Regions from separate parts of the Mus musculus genome. Here region 1 is linked to region 2. The links are chromatin contacts, called in public HiChIP or PLAC-seq maps. All regions are on one chromosome and are shown on one strand. Each heading gives the region's core, a stretch centred on a gene start, on an enhancer-like site or on the middle of the called end of the contact. The rest is flanking DNA. Distances are from core to core; before and after follow the strand shown.

Region 1 (7,016 bases), core at 1,189-3,688, 140 kb before region 2:
CTGCCAGGGTGGAACAGAGGAAAGCCAAGCCTTGAAGGATGAAAAGAAATTTGTTTATGGAAAGCCATGGAAACCCGGGATTCATTCATTCATTCATTCAGCCATTCATTTGTTCATGTTGCTAGAGGTGATGCCTTCATTTGCTTCTTTGTGAATGATCCCGCTCCCCCAAAGAGAGTAAGCTCTCTAAGGAAGGGTTTCTTGTCCCTTTCTCTCCACAGACCTGAGCTGGGTCTGCCATCCATCTCCATAAGGAAGCTCTTGATAATAACTATGAGGTCCACAAATGTCTCTGTTATCCACAACTCCCGGGGCTCTCTCTGCTGGAGGCAGCTTGGCTGACCCCAGATAGGATGAGCATTTCAAAATGCATTAGTGACTTTTCTTATTTAAATCTCCTCACACGAAGCCACTTAAGGGACATTATTCTGGATTACAAGTCGAGAGGATCATCCCACGGAGGCAGGGAAGGTGTGGGAGCAGGCAGGAAACAGGAGGCTGGCTGGTCACATGGTATTCCTCATCAGGAAGGAGAGTTTAAAAAAAAGTGGAGCCGGGCTATAAAACCTTAAGGCCCGCCCCAGTGATCCATCCCTCCATCACAGAGGATCTTCCCCCTAAAGGCTCTAACCTTCCTAAACTGCACCACCAGTTGGGGTCAGGGTGGGGAGCAAGCAGTTAAATCCATGAGCCAATGGGGAGCGTTTCACATTCAAATTCCAGTATCACCAGTTAGAATCTTTGACTCTTCATGAGCAGAGATGAAATTAGTGGCCCCTTCCACGTGGAGAGAATAAATGTATGAGGAAGATCTCGGGCTGCAAACCCTGCTGGTGATTTCAGAGCTGTGGAGAGCAGAGGGTGGAGGTAGGGAGTGGGGCAGAAGAGAAAGAGAGGGGAGGAGCCGGGTGGTGGTGGCGCACGCCTTTAATCCCAGCACTTAGGAGGCAGAGGCAGGTGGATTTCTGAGTTCGAGGCCAGCCTGGTCTACAGAGTGAGTTCTAGGACAGCCAGGGCTACACAGAGAAACCCTGTCTCCAAAAAAAAAAAAAAAAAAAAAAAGCGGGGAGGAGGGAAGGGGACAGCTAGACAGAGACAGAACATTCCCGAGACCTAAATGGCCTGGGTCATCAAATTGCCCCAAATGTCACCTGAGAATCATTCAGGGCAGAGGGCAGAAGGGGAGTGCAGAGTCTGGGGTAGGGGTGGGAGCTCTCTAATCATAGGAGGCTTTAGAAAAATCTTTCTAGCTCTGAATCCCTTAGAGATGCATCGGCTCAGGGGCTGAGCCGGGATAGCCGTTTCCCAAAAGACCCTCTGTGGGTGTTTTGGGGTGTTCTCCAGATACACAGTTGTTATTTTAGTAACTGTCTGCAGAACCTGGAGATGGGCAGCGACGTCCTAGCTGGTGTCACTTTGTGTGTGGCTTGGTGTAAAACTGGTGTGAGGAGACAAGGGTGTGGGGAACAGCTTTGGTTGTGCAATGGAGGCTGACGCTGGGAACTTGCTGGCCTTAGGAGCTGCTGCTCTGGGATTTTAGAGGTTCTCTTTGAAGGCTGGCAGATGAGTTAGTATGAGAGGGAACCTGTGGCACTCACCCTTCACCAACCCTTGAAGAAAAAGGGAGGAGCCCTTCTGAGGGATGGAGACATCCTCCATCTTCATGGGCCAAGTGGGTACCAGCAGTTGGGAGGCTCTGAGCCTTTGTCCTGGCTGTTCCTTCCCCCTGGGTCCCTCTTCCCTGTCCTCTCATTTGGCTCCTCTTCTTCATTCAGCTTCTGTCTCACGTGTCTACTGCTTAGAACTGCTTTTCTTCATGCCCCACCCTATCCTCGCCATTCTCTAACCTTCGGTCTCTGTGTCTCCTCAACTGGGAGTCATCACTGTCATCTGTTGATGTGCTTAGCATCCGACCCCCTAGAGGAGGGACCGTGCCCTGACTGCTCACGGTTTGGATCTAAGAAGGTTTGGGGTTTGCTGGCTGAACAAATAAATAGCCTCGTAGTCTCTGAGTCATCCTTTGCTCCCGCTCAGATGGCTTTGTTTCCTGCTCAAGCCACATCGAGGTCATTACTCTTCCTCTCGCCCAGGACAGAGCCAAGGGGCCTTCCTGCTGGAAGCAGAGCTGGCAGGGCTTGCTTTAACAATGGCAGGTGGAGCTGAGCAAAACCCAAAAGCTGCACATGTGATGCTCACTGCTATCGAGGCAGCCATGCGGCTGGCTGTCCGTGCTCTGGGTGCGCTGGTCATCTGGGCCCCTGTAGCTGGGAGGGATGCCTTGGCCTGTCACGTGCCTGGCAGATCTGCTTAAAATGTGTGCATTCTATCAAAAGCCTGGCAAAAACTGAAGCTCTGAGGCCTCTGCCCTTGGAGGACGCCTAGTTGGCAGGTCTCCATGGAGACCACAAAAGCACATCTGGCCCCTCTCGCTTCCTGGGGAGGGCCATTGGCTCTGACTCCACAGTGCCAGGCCTCATGTCTCTTGGGTGGGCACAGTGAACTGTATACAGGGGACACAGAGGCCCTGGGTGACATGTGTGTATCACGTGGGGTCCAGTAGTCTGGCAGTTGGAGCCCATCATTACTGTCACCTGGCTGAACAGCTGCTAGAACACTCTGGGGATATGAATCCTTGCCAGCCTTGAACTCTAGAGACCTCAGTGGCTGGGTCCTAACTCCTCCCCCACTCCTGCAGCCTGTGTCCTGCCCCCACTTTCCTCTGCTTTTCCTTGCTCCCTAGAACTGCATCTTCCCTCACCTCCCCCCTCTCCTATCTTTCAGTCTGTTCCACTCTGTCCTCTCATTCCCCTAGGTGTACCTTGCTCTGTCCCTGTCTTGGACCCATCTATGATAACAAAGAGAAATCAGCGTATCGAGGACTGTACACAATGCTATCAGGAGCTACTGGATGTGTGCAGGCCGCAGCCCTGCCTGACTGCTGGACTGGATCTGACCTTGCACTGCCCAGGCCTCCCGCTCTTTTGCACTCAGCCTTTCTCTGCTCAGCCGTGTTGTTGCCCACCCGGGCCTTGTGTCCTCACTCACTCTACCTGACGGAAGGAGCCTGAGCCAGCAGGAGGAAACTCTTCTTCACACCACAGGAACTCTGCAGACAGAGAAGGACCTGCCTAGCTTTGTGTATGTTTTAACTTCATTTCTTGTATAAATAAAGAAATATTGTCTAAACACTGGGTCCTGGATCATGCGAGTACGAAAAGTCACTGATAGGACAGAAAGCTGGGGACAGGGGCATGAGTGAGCAGAGGGAACAGAGGGATGGGACTGCCAAACTAAAGATCCCAGGCCCATAGGTGACCACCATACAGCTCACACAATTGTCACTGTGCCCTGACACGTGTGCCCAGTGTGGCCAAAGCTTCAGAATTTTCTAGGGAATCTAGAGGTTGAGTTCTTAGAGGCGTTCGCCAATGTTTATGCTTTTGCTTATTTCTTGTTCATCTTTGTTTGATCAGCCCATGACCTTGACGGTCAGACTTGAGCTAATGTCATTCATCCCCTGGCAGAGTATCTGGTCTCAGTTTCCCCACCTGTCCTATAGAGGTGGAGCAAGGTTATCTGTGTGGCAAACAGTGATGATGGCAGGGCTGTGACCTGATTTTCCAACCTCTGCTGCCTGCTTACTGTCTGTCATCCTGGCTGCCTTAGGACCCTGGATTAAGGCCTCTCCATGCCTCGGCCAGCAGAGGGTTAATGTTGGGGTTGTCATGGCTGGGGAGAGCGGTGTCCCCAGGAGCTTCTTGAGTCATTGCCTGTGCTGACTCTGGTTAGTCAATAGTCTGATGAAACCATCAACTCAGTCCATCCCAGGAAGAATGCCCGGGCCCTCGGTGGTTCAGATGGAAAATATCCTTCTAGTACTTGAATGTGACAGCGTGTTTGTCAAGGCTGCCCACCTGCTGCTCTGATGGGAGGGAGATCAGCCTGGGCAGTCTCTGAGTGGGTGGTCGCTGGGACACCCAGAGGAGAAATTCTTGGTGGCCATCACAAAAAGTTTGCTGGCCTTCAGGAGAGTCCATGTGAATAAGTGGGTGGACTCACAGACCAGCCTATAGAGCCAGTGTGCTTCCTCCTATCTGGCAGCCTAGAGGCCTCTGTCCAGGCCCAGCATGGCCCTCTGCCTCTAAGAAGCTGCTCCAAACCACCCCAGACACGCACAGCAGCTCATTCGGGGCTCCGCGCCCCTAACGCCTTCCAATCTACACAAGATCTGTCTGTAGCCAAGAGGGAGGGATCAGAGACAGAGACTAAGAGGACATGCTGCACTTTTGTGACAAGATACACATCTGTCCCAGATGGGGAAAACAGCTGTACACATCTGTGTGGGGTAAGTTTCAAACTGAGCAGCAGCGGGTTGGTACCCAGACATGGCGGCTCTCTGTCACTGGGGACAGCTGGTGTACACAATCCACCTATGGCCCATTGCCGTTCACCACATCAGTGCCAAAGCATAAGACACGGGGAAAAGAAGGAATGTCAACACACCAAGGCGGAAGGGGGAAGCTCCAGGGACCACCTTACGGGTAAGACTGAAGCCGGAAAACACTGACCTCACATTGATGGAAACTGCTTAGTCACCAATACCTCGTGCCCTTTCTTTAAACTTAGATCTCATGTCAGAATATAAACCATGGACCCGGGGTAGGGACAGTCACTGGACCTCTTTCTCTGTCCCTCTCCCCCGTGTGACTGCTTTGGATGTATTTTCTTTCTCTGCTTTTGACTATCATTTGTGTCTGCGGTTGGCTTATAGCGAGTCAGCTGGTGGCTAGCCTAGTTCCTTAGAGCTCCCAGGGTCCAGCCTTGGATCCTAACAACTCTGGTAACAGGAGGGCAGTACTCATAGTCACCAGATGGTAGGCAAGGCTGCTTCTAGAGCAAGAGCTGCCTAGGTGTCTGGAGAAGTGTTCTGAAGCCCTCAAGAGTGACAGGAGACTGAAGGAAGGGGATAGGACAGTAGCTGACATGATAGTGTCCCATAGTACCCAGATCCAAGCATCTGCCCTTGGCCACTTGGCTGAGAATTCTTCAGTGTCTTTTCTTTGGGGGGAAATGGCTGTTCTCAAGCCCAGAAACATGAAGGGTGTGAATATTTGTCTCTAGCATTGGACTGATGAAAACTACATCTGCCGAGGACCTAGGATCACTCTTACTCTCCTCTCCAGAGCTGAGAGGGAGGGTAGGAGAGAGCAAGAAGCTTCCTGGGTCTGGCTACTGGTTGGACTGCCAGTGTGGCCCTGGGACAATAGCCACCTGGGTGTAACAATACTGAAGTGCAGTGTTGCCATAGTAACCAGAACATCCCTAGCTGCAACAGGTATCTTTGATGCAGCTGGGAGTTATTAGACTCTAAGTCACCTTCCTAAGTCACCTTGTGAAACTTACAAGGCCCAGGAAGCTCCTTAAACATACAGGATACACATGGTCCCTCCCCCAAGAGTAAAAAAGGCAGGAACAAAAAGATGCTCTCAGATCATCGAGCCTCATTTGGAAGCCTCTCTGAGGCCCAGAAGGATATAAAGTCACCGTTGGCTACTGATATGACACAGAGCAGGAACCTAGGCTTCCAGTCCTCGAGTTCACCACCTCTCGCCCTGCTTTTCCACCTCAGAAAGAATAATCTGTCACAGTCACAGACTCCAGAACTGGAGCCCAGCAAGTAGCCTGAGGAATAGGACTGTGACCTTCATATCAGCAGGGTGGGAGGTGACCTCAGGTATCTGGCTGTTAGAGACATCTCTGCTCTGAGCCAAAGGGCATCTAAAATGTTGAAGCCCAGAGTGGGTCGTTCTGTTGATTCACCTTTCCCCTTCTCTCAGTGGCTGGCAGGAAACAGAGTGCTGTGCCAATCCAGGGGGATTCAGTGGCAGGTTTCCTGTCTTGCTCTACCTGTTGGAAATCCATTTCAGGCAACAAGGACTCTGTGTGTGTGTGTGTGTGTGTGTGGTGGGGGAGCCTGGGAAGAGGGGAGGCAAGCTTCTGATTGCTTCTAGAATTGCTTCAGGAAGATGAAGGCTCTTCAGAGCCCTAGCCCAGCCTGGGCTGGGACAGGAGCAGATATCAGTGGAAGAAAGGTAGAGTTTGTCCTCACAGTCATAGTGGACCCGTAGGAACCATTCGTATTCTGCATGGTTGAGACGGGGCCTTAAGAGGAGGGTAAGTCCTGTCCCGTGTGTGCCTGTTAGATAAAGGAAGGGAAGATCACTTAGTACTGTGTCCTCACAGGGAGGCTGTAGGCTAGACCACTGCTCTGGACTAGATGGAGTCTTTCAAGGAAGCAGCAGTTTTCAGGACTCTTCTGATTGCACGTGGTAGAAATTCAGATAAAACTAACTAAAAGATGAATTCTTAACAATGTGAAGGGAAGAAAAGAGGGAGGTGCGGCTTCAGGTGCAGCTGGATCCAGGAGGTAACCTTGGGCCTTGACAGGCTCGCTTCTGTTTCTTAGTTCTGGGTTGGCTCAGAAAAGAGGCAGAGGCAAGTCCAGGCACTGCCCCTGCCCTAGTGGCAACAGTAGCAGCCTTCTTAACCCTGCTAGCAACCATCCCGGGACAGGCAGCGATTAGGCAGGCTCAAGTCACGTGACCCCCTCCTTCCTCACCCCATGGTGGAGGGCAGACAGGAGTGGAGCAGGCCTGGGTCACATGGCTATCCCTGTGCCACCCAAAGAATGTGGTCTGAATAAAGGGAGACGTTATAGAAGTAAATTGGGTGGCACGGGGAATAGGAGGGGACAAACATACTGAACATGGGAAGGGGCCAGGGTCTGTGACACAGACCCAGGACCTCACTGCAGAATCCCCTGCTCCTGGGACAAGTGTTCTTCGGGCAACTCTTTTCTTGAGAAAGAAGTGTGGTTTGCATGCATTTATCGAAGCAAATACCTCATGACTCCACAGTGTTCATTAAAAAGAAGGATGTGTGGGTGCACGGGGCGGGGTCTGAACACTTCGCACCCTCATCTCTGTCTGCCGGAGGATCGCTGTACTTAGAAGACT
Region 2 (6,478 bases), core at 3,298-5,797:
AAGTGCAACCCTGCATTTGCCTGCCCAGAGCACAGGAGAAACTCTGACAGGATGCGGGCTTTTTCCCTCCCACCTCTTCCCCTACCACACAGCTCACAGAGTGGCAGCCACATTTAATCCCTGCACTTGAGAGACAGAGTCAGGCAGATCTCTGTGTGTTCCAGGTCAGTCTGGTCTACACAGTAAGACCTCTCTCAAAACAAACAAACAACAACAACAACATCTCTCAAAACAAACAAACAACATCTCTACAGCTCATCTGAGTCTTGAGCATGAAGCTTTGCTCCCACCTGTAAAATTTTGACATGCAGAAACAGAGTTGCAGGCAGGAAGAAAACACTGGCTCAGAGGGCTCAGTACTAATGGGGCCAATTCCCTCCATGACTGTAGCTGGGGAGGGAGTGTCTGCTTAAGGAAAAATCAAGGCAGTGAAAAGAGGAGCCAGGGCTCTGGGTGGCCAAATACAGTCACCATCCTGAAGGGACAGGGAGAGCTGGCTCAGAGCATTAAACAAAGCACAGAAAAAGAAATAGGTGCGTTTGTGGGCACAACTGTGAGCCTGTGGTTGTTTTTTAATAGTTCTCTGTTAGGTTAGACAAAAGAACCATAAATATAAACAGCATAGAAATACCTCCCCCGTGTTCCATGAGAAGAGATGAACATGAGTGAGCGAGGGAGTGTATTACTGGAAAGTGTAGCGGATCCTCCTAACCAAATCAATGAGGAATGACCCTCTCCACCACTCAGAAGCTGTGTGAACGCTTTCTTCTGCAGTCTGTTTCCATGGAGAGATCACGATATGTTTACCTGTATGTAAAGTTTTCCCATGGTGCCTTAAAAGAGACCCTGCACTCTCCAGTTAGGATGACCACCGGACTCAGTTGATCACCTGATCAACTAAGCAAATGTATAACCTCGGAGGCCTGGATAAGAGAAGCCCGTGTGCCTGTAGAGATGGGGTGGAAGCTGAATGTTCGGCCAGAGGTAACACCTCCCAGATGCTGAGACTCTAAACAACACCGTGCCGATCCTCTTCCCTCCTCTTCCTGTCTCCCTTGATAGCCGCTCAAGTGTATCCAGACCGAATCTCCCACCACACCCTCCTTCAGCATCCCGACTTGTTCCTCCATCCTCTGCCTTGGCCCTTCCTCTGAGACTATAAACATGCTATTCTTACACTTAGCATAATCCCTTCAGATCTCCCTGATAGCTGCTCCTTACCCTTAAGGAGTCACCTCCTCAGAGAGACCCTCCCCTCTGTATCCTACAATGAAACTGTTGCCCTGCCCCAGGACGCCCTCCCTCTCTCCCGTCTGCTTCTGTTCCTGCATCAGCTCCCCCTGGTTCCTCATCAGCTTCCCCTAAAACTGCCTTCTAATTGGTTTACCTGGACCCTGTCATCCTCTGAGGCAGGGCACTATTGTCAACAGATGGATAGTGCTCGCTGCCATGTCTGAACAGCTGGAGTGCAGCAGCTGTGGTGGCAGGGGAGGTGCCCATCCGTATGTTAAGTGAAGGAACCAGTCCGTACGTACATATGCAGATGACTGCCTTGACAGTCTCTGCGCAGGGGCGCGTTCTTTTGCATCTGACTTGGTCTGAGTTTTCTGTGTACTCTGTGACCCTGCCAGGGAAAAACTTGTACTCAGCCATCACAAAGAAATGTCATGTTAGGGATGGACGGGTGACTCTGTGGTTAAAAGCACTGACTGCTCTTCCAAAGGACCCAGGTTTGGCTCCCAGCACTCACATGGTGGTTCATAACACTCTGTAGCTCCAATCCCAGGGGATTTGACGCCTTCTTCTGGCTTCTGAAGGGATCAGACATCCATGTGGTTCACAGACATATGTGCTGACAAAAACACCCATACGCATAAAATAAAATAAAATTAAAAAAAATAAAAATCACATTGCCTGACTGGATGCTGTCTTAATTTCATTTTCTATTGCTGTACATTTTTAAATTACCCTGAAAAATCAGCATAAGGAAGAAATGGTTTATTGGGCTCAGAATTTTGGGCCACAAATTCCACCTTTCTGAGGAAGTCGTGGGCTGCAGGAGCTATCAAGCTGTGTGACTTGATGTAGTTGGTCATACTGCATCCAGTCAAGAGCAGGGAGACATGAATAAATGCATTCATACATGCCAGTGATCCGATGAAATCCAGCACCTTTCCCCTCAACAAATGGTGCCGCCCATAGCAGGTGAGCCTTCCTACTAATCAAAACTAATCATGCCACCCACAGGCAGGCCACTATGATCTAGACAGTCCCCCATTGAGACTCTTTTCCAGGTGACTCTAGATTGTGCCAAGTTGACAGTTAAAACCAACCATCATAGACAGTAACGCAGATTCTCTGACTGACTGAGAGCTAAGTCCCAGCCTGTCGTTTGATTGGGAATTTTGATACGTATCCTCTGAGCAAATTGTTAGTGTTGATAGAGACCCTCAAAACTAAATGCCTGGACCCGGCATATCCTAGGCTGGACCCCACAACCAATGCTTTGAGACACTCTGGAGCCAAGAAGGTCCCTGTGGCTGTGATCGATGGTGTGGGGGCTGGATTGATGCCCTGTACTCAGCATCCTTTGGAAACAGAAGTTCCCAGGATGGGATGCTCCAAGCAGCAACCGTAGGTGCTGCAGCAAGGGTCAGGCATGCTCAGATGGAACATGGGAAACAGAAAACAGGACTCCTGAAGGAGAAAGAGGTACAGAGCCCAGGAGGGGTGGCTGGAGGGGGCTCCTGACAGAGAGATGAACAAGAGTAGGGCCAGAGTGACTGTCCTGGCAGGAACCTGGAGATTCTAAAGAGAGATACTGTGTCCCTCCCGTTGACTATCAGACCATTGAGAGAACGGTCCCCAAGGAACTGATGCTCCCAGAATCTGATGCTGGAGGAAGCAAACCACCGAGGCCCCAGCTATACCGCACTCTATCGGAGTGACTTTGGAATGCTTTGCTCTCTGTGTCCAGCTCCGAGTCTACAGATCAGGGACCACCATAGTGCCCGTCTCAGAGCTGCTGGGAGGATGAGGAGGATGGAGACGCTTCACTCGGTGCCTGGTACACAATACGTGTGGGCTCGGCTACTGCTGTGCAGGTGAAGACGGCAGAAGACGCAGAGAACCCCCAGCCATCTGCACAGGATGTCTGAACTGATGCATGAAACACAATTGTCCCGCAGAATCGGTTCTTTCAGGGTCAGCCACACACTGCCAGCCTGCACCGCTGACCCTGGCCTCGAGGAAGCATGGAAGTACCTGCTGTATACATAACCAGGCCTGGTCCTCAGCGCAGCACACGTCACCCCCTCCCGGGGTTTCTGGGTGAGTTTTCTGGCCCCATGTACACAAAGGCTGCTGAGGACAGCTGGGGTTATGTTTGTTACAGGGGACAGAAGGACACGGAGGGAGGGTGGATCTCAGGTGCATTGTGTGGCTTTCATATGTATTACCCCCCGTGACAAGCCATGTACTCCCATCAGGAAGGGGGATAGGGTTGAAACCTGCAGAGAAGAGCTATATGGGGCTGAGCTGGCCTTGGTGATCAGGATGAAGCAGCTTTAAAAGGGACTGAGCTGTCCCCGAGGACTTCTGAGAAGAGATGGAAGACTCAGAGAAGAGCTGGAGGCACATGGGAGCAAGAAGCAGGAGAGCGGACCTCCTCAGCCCTCCCGGCCCAATTCTCTCAGCTCAGGGCCTGTGCCCAGGGCAAGATCGATTCCTTGCGGAACTGGGCTGTCAGTGCCACACAAGCGCCGCGAGCCAGAGCAAGACCCACAGGGCACAGCAAGAGCTGGGAGAGTGACTTGTTCCAGAGAGTCTGCAGAAGGGGCTGATTGCCAGTGTTTGTCTGGCAGAGACTGAGGGGACAGAATGAGTGACAGACGCTCGATCTTCAGTGGCAGTCCCTCCCCTTGAGGTCTCAAGAGGCAAGAATTGTGAGCGAGGAGTAGCCCTGCTCGAATGGTCAGAGGGAGAGTCACAAATCAAGATTTAGTCTTCTCTGCCATGGTAGCCCCTGGGGTCCCACGTACCAGGCCCCACATACAACCCAGATGCCCCCTTCAAGGTCAAGGAGAGTGGAGGCACAACCTACAAGCCCATCCTGATTCCTTAGGGAACGTGGCTCACACGCCTCCTGAGCTGTTGGACACCTGGGTTCCAGGGTGACCCGGAAGAGGAAGCTAACGACCCCTCCTAGTGCTAGCATATTCAATAAAATGGAACAGAGCTTATATAACTATGGCAGCCACAGTCCCCAAAGAGCCCCCGCCACACATGAGCACCAGTGTCTGGGAGCTGAGAAGGGTCAGGAACTGGCAATCACTGTATCCATGGCTCACAAGAAATCTCCCGCCCCATTGAGCAGCTGGCACAAGTGGCTGCTTGGCCATTGCTCTGGACTCTGCTCTCCAGCTGGAAGCAAACCGGGGCAGGGCCCCTCCTCAGTATCAAAGTCCGCTCAGCTAGAAAGCACAGGCTGATTTCACGGGTACTTACTTAGGAAGCCGCGGGGGCCATTGCACAGCAAGTCCCCTCCTGGCTGAAGGACAGCAGCCAATGGCTCTGTCATCGCTCACAAAGGAGGGTTGCTTCGGTCCCCACAGAGCATCAAATGCTGAGCTCTGGTGCTTGCCACTTGGCATTCTTTGGAAGTGACCCCTGAAGGAGAGGCACCATTCTGAGGACACAGACCCACTGTGTCCCACAACCAGAGAACACAAAATGCAGAGTTTAGAGCCTGCCAGCAGGCCTGGGTTTCCACGGCCCTAGTCACCCCAGTCACTAGAGAACACTGTATGGGACACATTCAGACCCCGCAGCCACCCACTTCCCAACTAAGGTGGGGTTGGTTGGGGGAGGGTCCGTCAAGTCGAGTATATATTTTACCCACTTTCTTCCGGACACACCAGACTTCACTGGGTCTTATATGACCTTGGGGATCAGCCCTTTGATGATACCAGCACTATAAGCCACAGCCATTGGCTGTGTTCACGGTATTTAACCCCTAACCTCACCCTAGTTGTACCAAGCTCACCCCCAACACACACTACGTACCAGGCGTCTGTCAGTCATGAGCCTGCTGCCTCAACTCATGATGAACAGCTGAGCGGACGGTTTACATGAATTAACATGAGAGACTGTCAGCCCCTGGCTTTTAACCTGACAAACAGGTGTCAGGCTGGTTGCCATGGAGAGGTGAAGGGGTCACCAGGGTCAACTAGGACTCCCTCCTATGATGGGCAGGTCCATCCTAGGGGCTTTGTGGGGAGACCCAGGCACGCCTGGCATTTTAATTATGCCTACTCTGTTAGTGTGATGTGTTTATGTATAAGAACATATATCTGTGTGTATGTGTGTTTTGCATGTGTGTGTGTATGAATGAACACAGCTGTGCATGAGTCTGTGGGTGTGCATGTGTATGGAAAGTGTATGAATGTGAGTATATGTGTGTACATTATGTGCTCACGTGGGAAGCAATTCGAACTGTGTATGCATGTATGCATGAGCTGACAGACATAGAAGAGTAGACATGTGTGTAGTGTGTGTGCCTGTGGCTGTGTGTGTGATCGTGTGAGCATGTGAATCCAAGTATATTAATCAGAATTCTCTAGAGCAGAGGCTCTCAACCTTCCTAGTACTTCAACCCTTTAATACAGTTCCTCGTGTTGTGGTGACCCCCAACCATAGCATTATTCTTGTTGCTACTTCATAACTGTAATTTTGGTACTGTTGTGAATAGCAATATAAGTATCTGATATGCAGAATATCTGATATGCGACCCCTGTGAAAGGGCCATTCGGCCCCTCCAGGGGTCACAATCCACAGTTTAAGAACCACTGCCCTGGAGGAATAGAGCCGATTAGGATGGAATTTATTGAGTTGGCTTACGTACCATCTGCTGTGGTCCAACAGTGGCTGGAACAGAGTGCCTGCTAGGTCTATGAAGCTAGAAGCCTCTGCAGTCTCAGGATGGCGTCGAAAGCCTGGAGGATTTCTGGAAGCCTCTGGGCTTCAGTCCATATTGGACAACCAAAGAAAGTAGGTCGTGAAATCAGCAAAGGTATGCAGCCGCAGTGACGGTAATGGCGGCTGCAACCACAGCAGAGCAGCTGAACATGCCAGCAAGATGCAAAGTCAACGAAGCAACAAGAGAAGGTCTTCTCTCAGATCCCCCTTTATCGGGGTTGCTGTCGGAAGGTTCTGCCCATCCTTAGGGTGTATCTTCCCACTTCAGTTAATAAAAGCAAATCCTCCACTCACATTTCTCAAGAGCGGACCTCAATCTAGACAGTCCCTCATATGAACATTTGTGCCCTAGTTGGCTCCTGATCTAGTCAGGTTGACAACCGACATGAACTATGAGTCAATGTGCGCGTGTATGAGTGTGATAAGGATAGAGACATGAATGAGTAGGCATAGATGTTGGGGAAACTGAGGCTCAGGGAGGAGATGACCTGCTCATGTCTGC

Evidence for each region. HiChIP or PLAC-seq counts read pairs in DNA pulled down with a chosen protein or histone mark.
Region 1: an H3K27ac HiChIP or PLAC-seq map of oligodendrocyte precursor cells shows a contact between it and region 2, with 8 times the contacts expected there. The contact joins two enhancer-like sites. A contact is called at or near these places in 4 of 484 Hi-C or Micro-C datasets (the HPC-7 cell line, bone marrow-derived macrophages, cerebellar granule neurons and 1 more), 2 of 115 datasets of contacts at active chromatin or transcription factors (embryonic stem cells and oligodendrocyte precursor cells) and 4 of 9 other capture datasets (bone marrow-derived macrophages, embryonic stem cells, embryonic tail and 1 more).

The regions. Positions count from the first base shown.
Region 1 is chr2:166,349,068-166,356,083 of GRCm38.p6, reverse strand. No RefSeq gene overlaps it. Among named protein-coding and RNA genes, the nearest start is that of Gm14268, 38 kb to the left of the region's middle. Within about 2 kb of position 2,438, at least 85 of the 459 cell types and tissues checked have an H3K27ac peak or open chromatin away from gene starts, as enhancers often do. A contact at or near this core is called in oligodendrocyte precursor cells, where this site is marked.
Region 2 is chr2:166,214,015-166,220,492 of GRCm38.p6, reverse strand. No RefSeq gene overlaps it. Among named protein-coding and RNA genes, the nearest start is that of Gm30536, 23 kb to the right of the region's middle. RefSeq lists an enhancer at 3,102-5,304. Within about 2 kb of position 4,547, at least 40 of the 459 cell types and tissues checked have an H3K27ac peak or open chromatin away from gene starts, as enhancers often do. A contact at or near this core is called in oligodendrocyte precursor cells, where this site is marked.